Linked DNA regions of Mus musculus: region 2 is linked to region 1. The links are chromatin contacts, called in public promoter capture Hi-C maps. All regions are on one chromosome and are shown on one strand. The core of a region is the stretch at or near the end of the contact, and the rest is flanking DNA. Distances in the headings are between cores, read along the strand shown.

The links. Promoter capture Hi-C pulls out the DNA fragments that hold promoters and counts their contacts.
Region 2: a promoter capture Hi-C map of frontonasal cranial neural crest shows a contact between it and region 1. The contact joins two enhancer-like sites. A contact is called at or near these places in 5 of 39 promoter capture datasets (cranial neural crest, embryonic stem cells, frontonasal cranial neural crest and 2 more) and 1 of 115 datasets of contacts at active chromatin or transcription factors (embryonic stem cells).

What each region holds. Positions count from the first base shown.
Region 1 is chr1:12,024,682-12,029,564 of GRCm38.p6, reverse strand. It overlaps Gm30974 (a long non-coding RNA gene), which reads left to right. Exons shown (of 4, transcript XR_373208.2): 4 at 318-481. Among named protein-coding and RNA genes, the nearest start is that of Gm30974, 34 kb to the left of the region's middle. Within about 2 kb of position 1,679, at least 5 of the 459 cell types and tissues checked have an H3K27ac peak or open chromatin away from gene starts, as enhancers often do.
Region 2 is chr1:12,720,530-12,724,919 of GRCm38.p6, reverse strand. All of the region lies in intron 1 of Sulf1 (sulfatase 1), which reads right to left. Among named protein-coding and RNA genes, the nearest start is that of Sulf1, 30 kb to the right of the region's middle. Within about 2 kb of position 2,144, at least 2 of the 459 cell types and tissues checked have an H3K27ac peak or open chromatin away from gene starts, as enhancers often do.

The sequences.
Region 1 (4,883 bases), core at 430-2,929:
GATAATTAGAGTTAGGTAGGATCCTAATTAGATTCAAGAGCTGATAAAAGTACTTGTTTTAAGAGATGCTAGAAAAATATTTAGAAATGTTGAAAGAGTTGACTGCATGCCATCATGGAGCATAAGAGGTTGATGGAAGACATTACTAATTATGAATGTAATCAATATTCTAGAGGTCTGAGTTTTGAACAATAGAGTGGGTGACTGTTTCTCATACTGTGGATTATGGAGTTTGGATACTGTAGTTTTTTTTCCAACCAGAAAGCAGTGCAATTGTCACTGACAGTTGAAAATTTCTTTCATCCCTTCTCTTTTAGTTCCATGGCTGTTGAAATGGCAAACTCCAAAGTCCTTAAAAATTCATATGAAAGAAGATTCTCTCAGGAAGTCATTCATAGATCATCTTCCCAATAGATGATCCTCTGCACTTCTTTCAGGCCTGTAAACAGACTTGCTTATTAAAGAAATCAGCAAAAAGTTCCATTATCTACCAAGACAAATTTCACTCTAAAATATTCTGCTGTATTCCTGGTTATCATCTCAAAATAAGATGTAGAAAAGAAAATGCAAAGTGTTGGATGTCCTTATGCTATACTCTAAGGAGTGTACTTATGAAATAAAAAGAAGCTAAGTCACTAACAGGAATTTTAAAGAAGGGCACAATTATATCACGGATTATAAAACCACAACATTTTCAAAAACCTAGAGCCCGCATTTCATCAACAGCACTCATTTGTAAACATTATCTTTGGAACATTTATGTCACAGAAACCCATGCCTAAGTATCTCTATTTCCTTGGATGTCACAAGACAAAGATACAATGAATGAACTACTAGACGTGGAGAGTTTCCACAGATATGAAGCTTGATCCACGTGAGCTTAGCTTTTGAGAAGAAGCCCACCACACCACACCATACCACTACACCATACACATACACCATACCACTACACCTTACCACAACACAATACAACCCACCACATCAATAAAAACTCAGTTTGCATGCACACAGCCATGCTCTTGTCATTATTAAACATTTTATTATTTTGTTTATTTTTTATTATGTAAAATCTAACACACATATTTGGGTGCACCATACTTTCAGGGGTAGATATTATTAGTAAAATAAATGTTTTTCTGTAATGGTTAATGTTTGTAGTATTTGTAGACAGTCTGTGAATTTGAATTTTATTATATTTCTCTTCTTTATATCCTAAAAAATGAAACGTTGTTATATGCATGTGTGAGCACATGCCATTTGCGTGCAAGTGCCTGCAGAGGGCAGAATAGGGCATTGGATCCCCAGGGGCTGAAAATATAAGCATTTGGAAGTCATTTGACATGGTGTTCGAAATTGAATTCAGATCCTCTAGAAAGCAGGAAAAGCAACCTGGAAGATCAAGCTTAACCTTGGAGCTATCTCTCCAGTCTCCATAAGAAAACATTTAACAAGGTTTGCAATTATAAATACATTACAAATGCCGAAAGCACTCTGCACAGCTTTTCATGTGTGCTTAATGTCTGTTAATTGTTTTTTTGGTAATGCTTTTTATACATTTCAGAAAGACACATAAACCATTCACTGTGGTTGGTCTTTTCAGTGATAAAAATTGAACGGACCCTTAGAAAATACCCTACCTGGCAATAAAAACTAAGTGGGCCAGTCACACAATGTTGCTTCTTAATCATTCAGAATGATGAACCACAAACACCATCCAAGCCGGGATAGAAACCAGACATTGCTATTTGCTTTCCAAACTAGAAGGCTTTCAAAAGTGTTAACTGCAGTGAAAATCACTCATCAGAGACTGAGTTGACATTTAGTTACATACATAGAAAGATCACTTGTAAGACACTAGGCCTTTATCCAATTACACAGCTGCTGCAGGCAAGGCTTCCCTTAAACGCTTGAGACTTAATGTCTCCAGTTTCATGATTTGTCAGAGGCTGGGATATTCTCATGTATACAATGAACTAACTAGGAGATGGGACCCATGTCTAAATGCTAAATTTATTCATATTTCATACGCAACTAATATGCATGGTCCTATGGTAGTTTTCACTTCTTTCTTGCATAACAAATATCCATGGTGCAAAACTTTCCAAATTGTACAAGAACTTGTGCAAGGTTTTCAAGTTTCTGTCTACTGTAAGCTTCCTGTTTAAGGTTTATAATCAAAATAGAACATATCTTATTAATCGGATCGTCACCTTTAAATTTTTCCCTTATACTCCACAGTATGGTCCTCAGTGAGTTTTGTATTAGCAAAAACTAAGTGTCAATAGTAACCTTGAATAATGGTGAAATAGACAAGATAAATTCCATAACCAAAGTTATTTTTCTATTTGAGTTGCCAAAAACATTGTTTAATAAGTGAATATGTATATTCTATGGTCATATTTAGGCATCTGAATTTGAGAATATTCTTAGTCTCTTTTCAAACAAAAGGAGACTAACAACTTTTTCTCCTTCGGCTAGCGATAGTGATACATAGGAGAGAGCTGGGATTTGGTGCATGGCATCTGGTATCCTGTTATGAACAGAAATGGCTCTTCAGAGTCAGTCTGTTTCATTCCCAGCAAAGCATTGTCTCTAATGGGCAAATTAAATGTGTTTATGCTCTCTGTCATGGAGGCAAAACAAATAACTAAAGCATTGTGTGGTGTTCTCTTTCAGCAGATAAAGTATCAGGAACAGTTTTCATGCAGCAGGACATTTTGAAATCAAGACATTGTGTGTATTCTTTGGATTTTGACAAAATTCTCTAGACTTTGAACTACATCTTTATTCCCTCTGGAGATAAAAGTCTATATGGAAGTACTTTACCTGCTTGCTAATCAGCTGTATAATTTCTGAACATGTGTTTACTGCAAAAATCTTTTTATGAGCTTGTAGATTAGTTTAAAAGGTTTCCTGGATTGTGTCCAGTTATTTGAAACATTGCAACTTTAAAAGAGCCCTCTTCTGAAAAGATCTTCATATCTGCAAAGTGTTTGAGCCTGTTTCTGGTGTCTCCTCCTTATCATATATGTTGTATGAGGCTTAAAATTAAAAAATGACTAGTTTGAATTAGGGAGATAAAATTTTATTTTGACATAAGCATATTTGGTTATTAATTTTTTCTTAGGTTGTCATATTCATAACTTTTAGTATTACATTTCTACCTTATTAAGCCAATATATTTGCATACCTTCATAACAGGGTAATTCAGAATATGGTTTAATATATAATTATTAAAGCATCCCAGCAGATCTTCATTTGTTCCTTCTTTCCTCCAAATCCAGTCTCTCAGTCTTATGCTCACATCTGTGGCAGACCTCCCCTGTGTCCCTTCTCCCACCTCCAGTATCTCACATAGATCTTCCCTTACAAACTTTCCTTCCCAGAACTCACTGCTCTATCCCAGCCCCCAGATCCAGCAGGGACTCCCTAGGAAGAAACCCACAAGCCATTCAGACTAGGAAATCAAGTAGAGGAATGCAGATATTCACCTTCCTCTCCATTTCTCCATCTAATGGCTTAGCCTCATTCCCAGCTCAGTAGCAGACCACCTGTGTAGCTGTTTGTATTCTAATGCTAATTGGGTCCTCTAAAACTGTTTGCAAGAGAAAGTCTGAATGTAGCTTCTGGGAACCTGTCCCAATTAATTCTGATTGGTAAATAAAGATGCCAGCTGCTAATAGCTGAAGAGGAGAGACATAGGTTTAGGGTTCCAGGGTTTGGGACCATAGCAAGGGGAAGGATAAAGACATAGAGGCAGCTATGGGAGGAGAATAAAGTTTAGGAGGGAGAAGCAAAGCTACTATGTAAAGGGAATGCTACACAGACAGTTGCTCAATTGGGTCAAGAGAAGCCAAGATAGAAAATATACATTGGTAAGTAGTAACTTGGAGTTACTGGTGAGAGGTAGATTTTAACAGCATGGACATTAGGCAGTTGCCCAGCTATTGTGGTGCTTTTAAGGCATATCAAAATATAAAGGCTGTGTATGTGTCTTTCAATCGAAAACATAAACCGTTGAGACAGTTGTAACCCTGCATCAGGATTTATTTAAAATATCATTACTATACACATGCTGTGGCCTCTCCTCATTCTCTCACCCATTCCCAAGGGACTAAGCAGGTCCTGATGAAACACCCTGCTTTCATTCTTTATTGGACGCCCCCCCCCCAGCCCCTCATCCTAGTCCATCCCCGTTCCTAAGTGTCAGTTCCAAATATCTAGAATATATTTTTCTTGGAACCTCCAGTGGCCACATCTATCAGAATCCCAAAAGAGTTTCCTACTAGGCAACACACAGTCACCATATTCTCCTAATTACCAGAGAGAGCAAATGAATCAAACAAGATATCCAGCCAACAAAGACAAGACTAGATATCAGCATCAAGAATTATAATCTTCTCAAACTCAAATGCCTAGGAAATCACCTTAAAAACCTTTAAATCACATTTAGTAACAGCCAAGATAATATGTCTCCACTAGAGTCTAGCAATCCCACCACAGCAGGCCCTGAATATGCCACTATGGCTAAAGTACAAGAAAAAGTCCTGATAATAGCCTTTATAAATATGATCGGTGTCCTTAAAAAGAAATTAATACATCTTTTAAAGAAATGAATAAAAACACAAACAACTTACAGGAGAAAATGAAGGAAACAGTTTAAGCCTGAAAAATGGAAATGAGATCAATAAAGAAAATCAAAACTGAGGGAAATCTAAAAATGAAAAGTTTAAGAACTCAAACAGTGACTTCAGAGGCAAACTTCACCAGCAGAGTACAGTAGATAGAGAATGTTAGGCATTGAAGACATGAGAGAAAAAATAGATACATCAGCCAAAAAATGTTAAATCTTGAAAACTTCTATCACAAACATCCAGGAAATC
Region 2 (4,390 bases), core at 895-3,394, 690 kb before region 1:
CCTCTTCCCCTCCCCCTTTTCTTTGTTATGGGAGAGGTCAGGCAGGGCCTTAATCCATAGAGCAGGTTTATCTGGAATTTTACTATGCAGCCCAGAATGGTCAAGAATCCACAGAAATCCCCCAGCCTCAAATTCCCAAGTGCTGGAATTAGAGCCATAAATCACCACACCCAACATCGTTCTCTTTATCATTCTCTATTTGTTTTCCATTTCTCTTCATTTCAGGAGTGTGTGGTAGGTTTTTATTCTGTAGCCCAGGTTGGCCTGGAATGCACTATTTACCTCATGACAATCTTCCTGCCTTTCTCTTTCCCTGCTTCACTTCATCCTTTCTGCTCCCTTCTCTTTTCTTCGTTTTTTAAAGATAAAGTCTTGCTGCATAGTCTAGGTTGGCCTGATAATTTCTACTTAGCCCAGGCTAACCTGGGGTCCACAATACCTCAGCCTCCCAAGTACTGGAATTAAAGATATATATCATCAGTCTTATATTTGTTCAGTATTTTTTTAATTTTGAATTAGATTCTCTGTGTGTATCTGTGCACCCATGTCCACACATGTGCCCATATGCATATGACATGCTGTGTGTAGAGGTCAAAAGATTAGCTTCACTCATGCTAGGCAAGTATTTTCCACAGCTACACGTCTAGCCTTAGAGTCTTTTTCCCACCATGCAATAATAAGTCATTTTGGCTGGGCGCTGGTGGCGCACGCCTTTAATCCCAGCACTGGAGAGGCAGAGGCAGGCAGATTTATGAGTTCGAGACCAGCCTGGTCTACAGAGTGAGTTCCAGGACAGCCAGGGCTACACAGAGAAACCCTGTCTGGAAAAAAAACAAAACAAAACAAAAAACAAAACAAAACAAAAGAACCAAAAAACAAACCAAAACAAAACAAAAAAACCCAAAAAACAAAAACAAAAACAAAAAAACCCAAAAAGTCATTTTTGGCAAAAACTGGAATTTTCCATCGTATCAAAAATCAAACAGGGAGAGGTACAACTTCATGACAGAGCATTTGTCAAACATTTGTAAAGTTTGGTTTCAATCTCATCCCCCAACTCCCCCAAAAGTCAAAGATAATTTTCAAAGCTTTAGTCACTGGAAGGTTGGAATGACCCATCAGCTCAGATTTAGATTATAATCAAACACCATCTAAGAAATAATTTTTAAAAATTTTATGTTAGAGGTAGAAATCCCTTTAAAATCAGTGCTTAAACAGCTCACCTACTGAGAGGAAATAGTATACAAGTTTACAAGTCGAGCCACAATGTCTGGGGCTAAGTCTCTTTCATAATCAATGGCATGTACTCTGCCATGCTCATGTGGGGCAAGAGCTCAGAAATCCAGGAAATCCGAGATGCTTTGTCATAGAAGATTAAGTGCTGAGCATAGGAAGGGTCAAAGTGTTTGAGAAACCCAAGGTTATCAAGTAATCAGACCCCAAGATTGGAAAAAGTCTCAGCTTCCTGTGTGTTCAGCAGGCCTTTCTGTTTGCCTAAAATGTTAAATTGCCTTCCAACGGCCGCAGCTGGATGGAGTGCCTAGTGAGTAAGTCCTCAGTGCTCTTACAGAAGCCCTGAGTTCGGTTCTCCTCTCCCACCTAAGCAGCTCATAACCACCTGTTAACTATCCCAAGCGATTCCAAGAACTCTGGCGGCATCTGCCTCTCCTCATATGCATGTACTTAAATAATAAGTCCTTAAAGAAGTCAATTATAAATGTCACCAGCCCCTCCTCTGTACTCCCACACTTTGCTGAGGAGTGGCTCGACCTGGCTGGTGGAATTCAGGAGAAATGGTTGCAGTCCTCTTCTGGGCCAGGTAATGAAATACAAGCTTTGGTCTTGGGGTGCCTCCTCCAAAGTGAAGCGCAAGCCGCCTAGGGAGAAGCCTTCTTTTGGATGGGCAAATAGCACCAAATCTTGAATATATGATGCTCCAGAAAGTGCTCCACTCTGCTCAGTGCTCATGGCAAGGTGAAAGCAAACATTTTTTTTCCTTTAAGGCTAAACTAAGGGCACCTAGACATGGCCTATCTCTTGTGAAGTCAATGAGAACATAGTCCAGTAGACAGACAGCAGGGACCAAGAGTTAAGCAACAAATCCAGTGAGCCAGGATACAGACCTTTCTTGGGAACATTAACACAGAAGAGGGAGTAGTCTTTACCTTCCTACTCAACATTGCATAGAGAGGAAAGTCTGCTAATTTTATACGCTTAAAAAGCTGTTTTTAAGATGAAGCAGGGGAGATAGCTCAGTCAACAAAGCATTGCCATTTGGGTGTGAGCACCTGGGATCACTCTCCAGGCTCAGAATAAAAAGCAAGCATGGCAATGGCATGAGCCTGTAATACCAGTGCTGGGAGGATCCCAGGAGCTGATTGGCTAGCCAGCTTAGCCTAACTGGTGAGTCCCAGGTCCCAGTGAGAGACCTTGTCTCCAAAACAAAACAAAATAAAACAAGGTGGATGCAGTCAGTGCCTGAGGAAGACAAACAACCCAGGATGTCCTCTGGTACACACACACACACACACACACACACACACACACACACACACACACACATACATGCTTACACACATTTACACACCCCCACACTTAGACACATACTTAAAAGCTTATTTACACATACCTCACTTACATGCACATAAATACATGCATGTGCTCACACACACTTACACATCTTAAAACACACACACACACACACACACAGAGAGAGAGAGAGAGAGAGAGAGAGAGAGAGAGAGAGAGAGAGAGAGAGAGAGAGACCCCTCTATCTTTATTCAATGGTACAATTCCTTACTAACTGCTAATGTCAATGAACTCTATTCTCAGCTTGCACCTTCTTTTGCTCCATTGTGTCCTCCTCTAGCTAGCTACTCAGTTGCCTACATCTGAAACTACATTAGAAATGTTCTGTCCCTTCATTCTGTTCATCCAGGCCCATGCTATGAATTTTATACCTTCAAAAAATGTCTGGAATCTTAGTCTGTTGTCCACCTTCACAGCCCAGGCCTCACACCTCCCATTTGATCGCAATGGTCTCTCCTCAGTTCTCCTAGTTTGCAGAGTTCTGCTCACTGGCCTTTGCACAGCCCATACTTCATATGGTCAATAGGAGACACAGACAAAATCTTTCTAGGACTCGGGGTGTAGTTCTGGGGTGGAATCCTTGCCTAGCATTTAGAAGGTCCTAGACTTCATCTCCCGTACCGCGAATACAAATAAGCAAGAATATTTCTAAACTATGAGTCACATCTGCTTTCCATTTCCCAGCTCTACAAAAATTCTTTTGTCTCTTCTTTGAGTGAAAAGCAGACCCCAAAATAGTGGACATGGAGGAGTAGGAGTTCTGGGCCACAGATGCTTCCCCCCACTGACCTGGGTTTGCTGCAGGAACAGCAGCCCGAGGAATTAACACTATCAGAGGCTGGGGAGATGGCTCAGTCAGTTAACACTGGCTGCTCTTCCAGAAGACCCCAGTTCAATTCCCAGCCCCTCCATGGCAGCTTACAACTGTCTGTAGCACCAATTATGGGTTATCTGGTACCTTTACTGACATATACAGGCAAAATACCTGTGCACATAAACTAGTAATACCTGCAAGTTTCTTAGTAATATATTCTGGTGGAGCTATAAACTGCAGATCAGAAGCTCGTCTGTGGATGTGTGCCTCACTAGAATTAACATTGTGCTGACATATCTCTCTTGGATTCAATAACCAGGCTATGACTAGTTCATAGACTAGTCTACCTCTCTGTATTGTTCATCAGTGCTCTTCCTTTCTGGAAAGTTCTTCCCGTCAGCTGCTTATTGTTTGAAGCCCAGCCCATCACCATCACCTTGTGAAAGGTCCTGGCTTCCTCAGGCAGAAGTAACAGTCTGAATTGGGCATCTTCTCTCAATCCTGAACACAATTCCTTTTCAGATATATAAAAAAAGCTAACTATTATGGGATTATCTGTTGTTTTGATCTGTTCCTCAGAACAACAACTCTTCCAAGACGAGACACTTTACCCACCTGAGTATTGCTACTGCTTAACACAGCGTGCCATCTATCCATCGAAGAAGTGAAGTAAAAGACGAAAGCAGGGGCTAAAGAAATGGCTCAGGACTTTGGAAGGAGCACTTACTGCTCGCTCTTCCAGAGGACCCAAGTTCAAATCCCAGCATCCACATCAGGTATTTCATAATCACTTGTAATTCTAGCTCCAGGAGGTCCAAAGGCACACATATAAATAAAGATAAATCTTAAAAAAGATGAAAGCAAGAACAAATAGGAAAGCACCAAATGTACTAAAATAGCGCAGTGTTCAAACTACATGCTAGATACTTTTCTATATTACATTACTTCCCGTGCTAGATAATTATTTTTATATTACTTCCTTGTTAA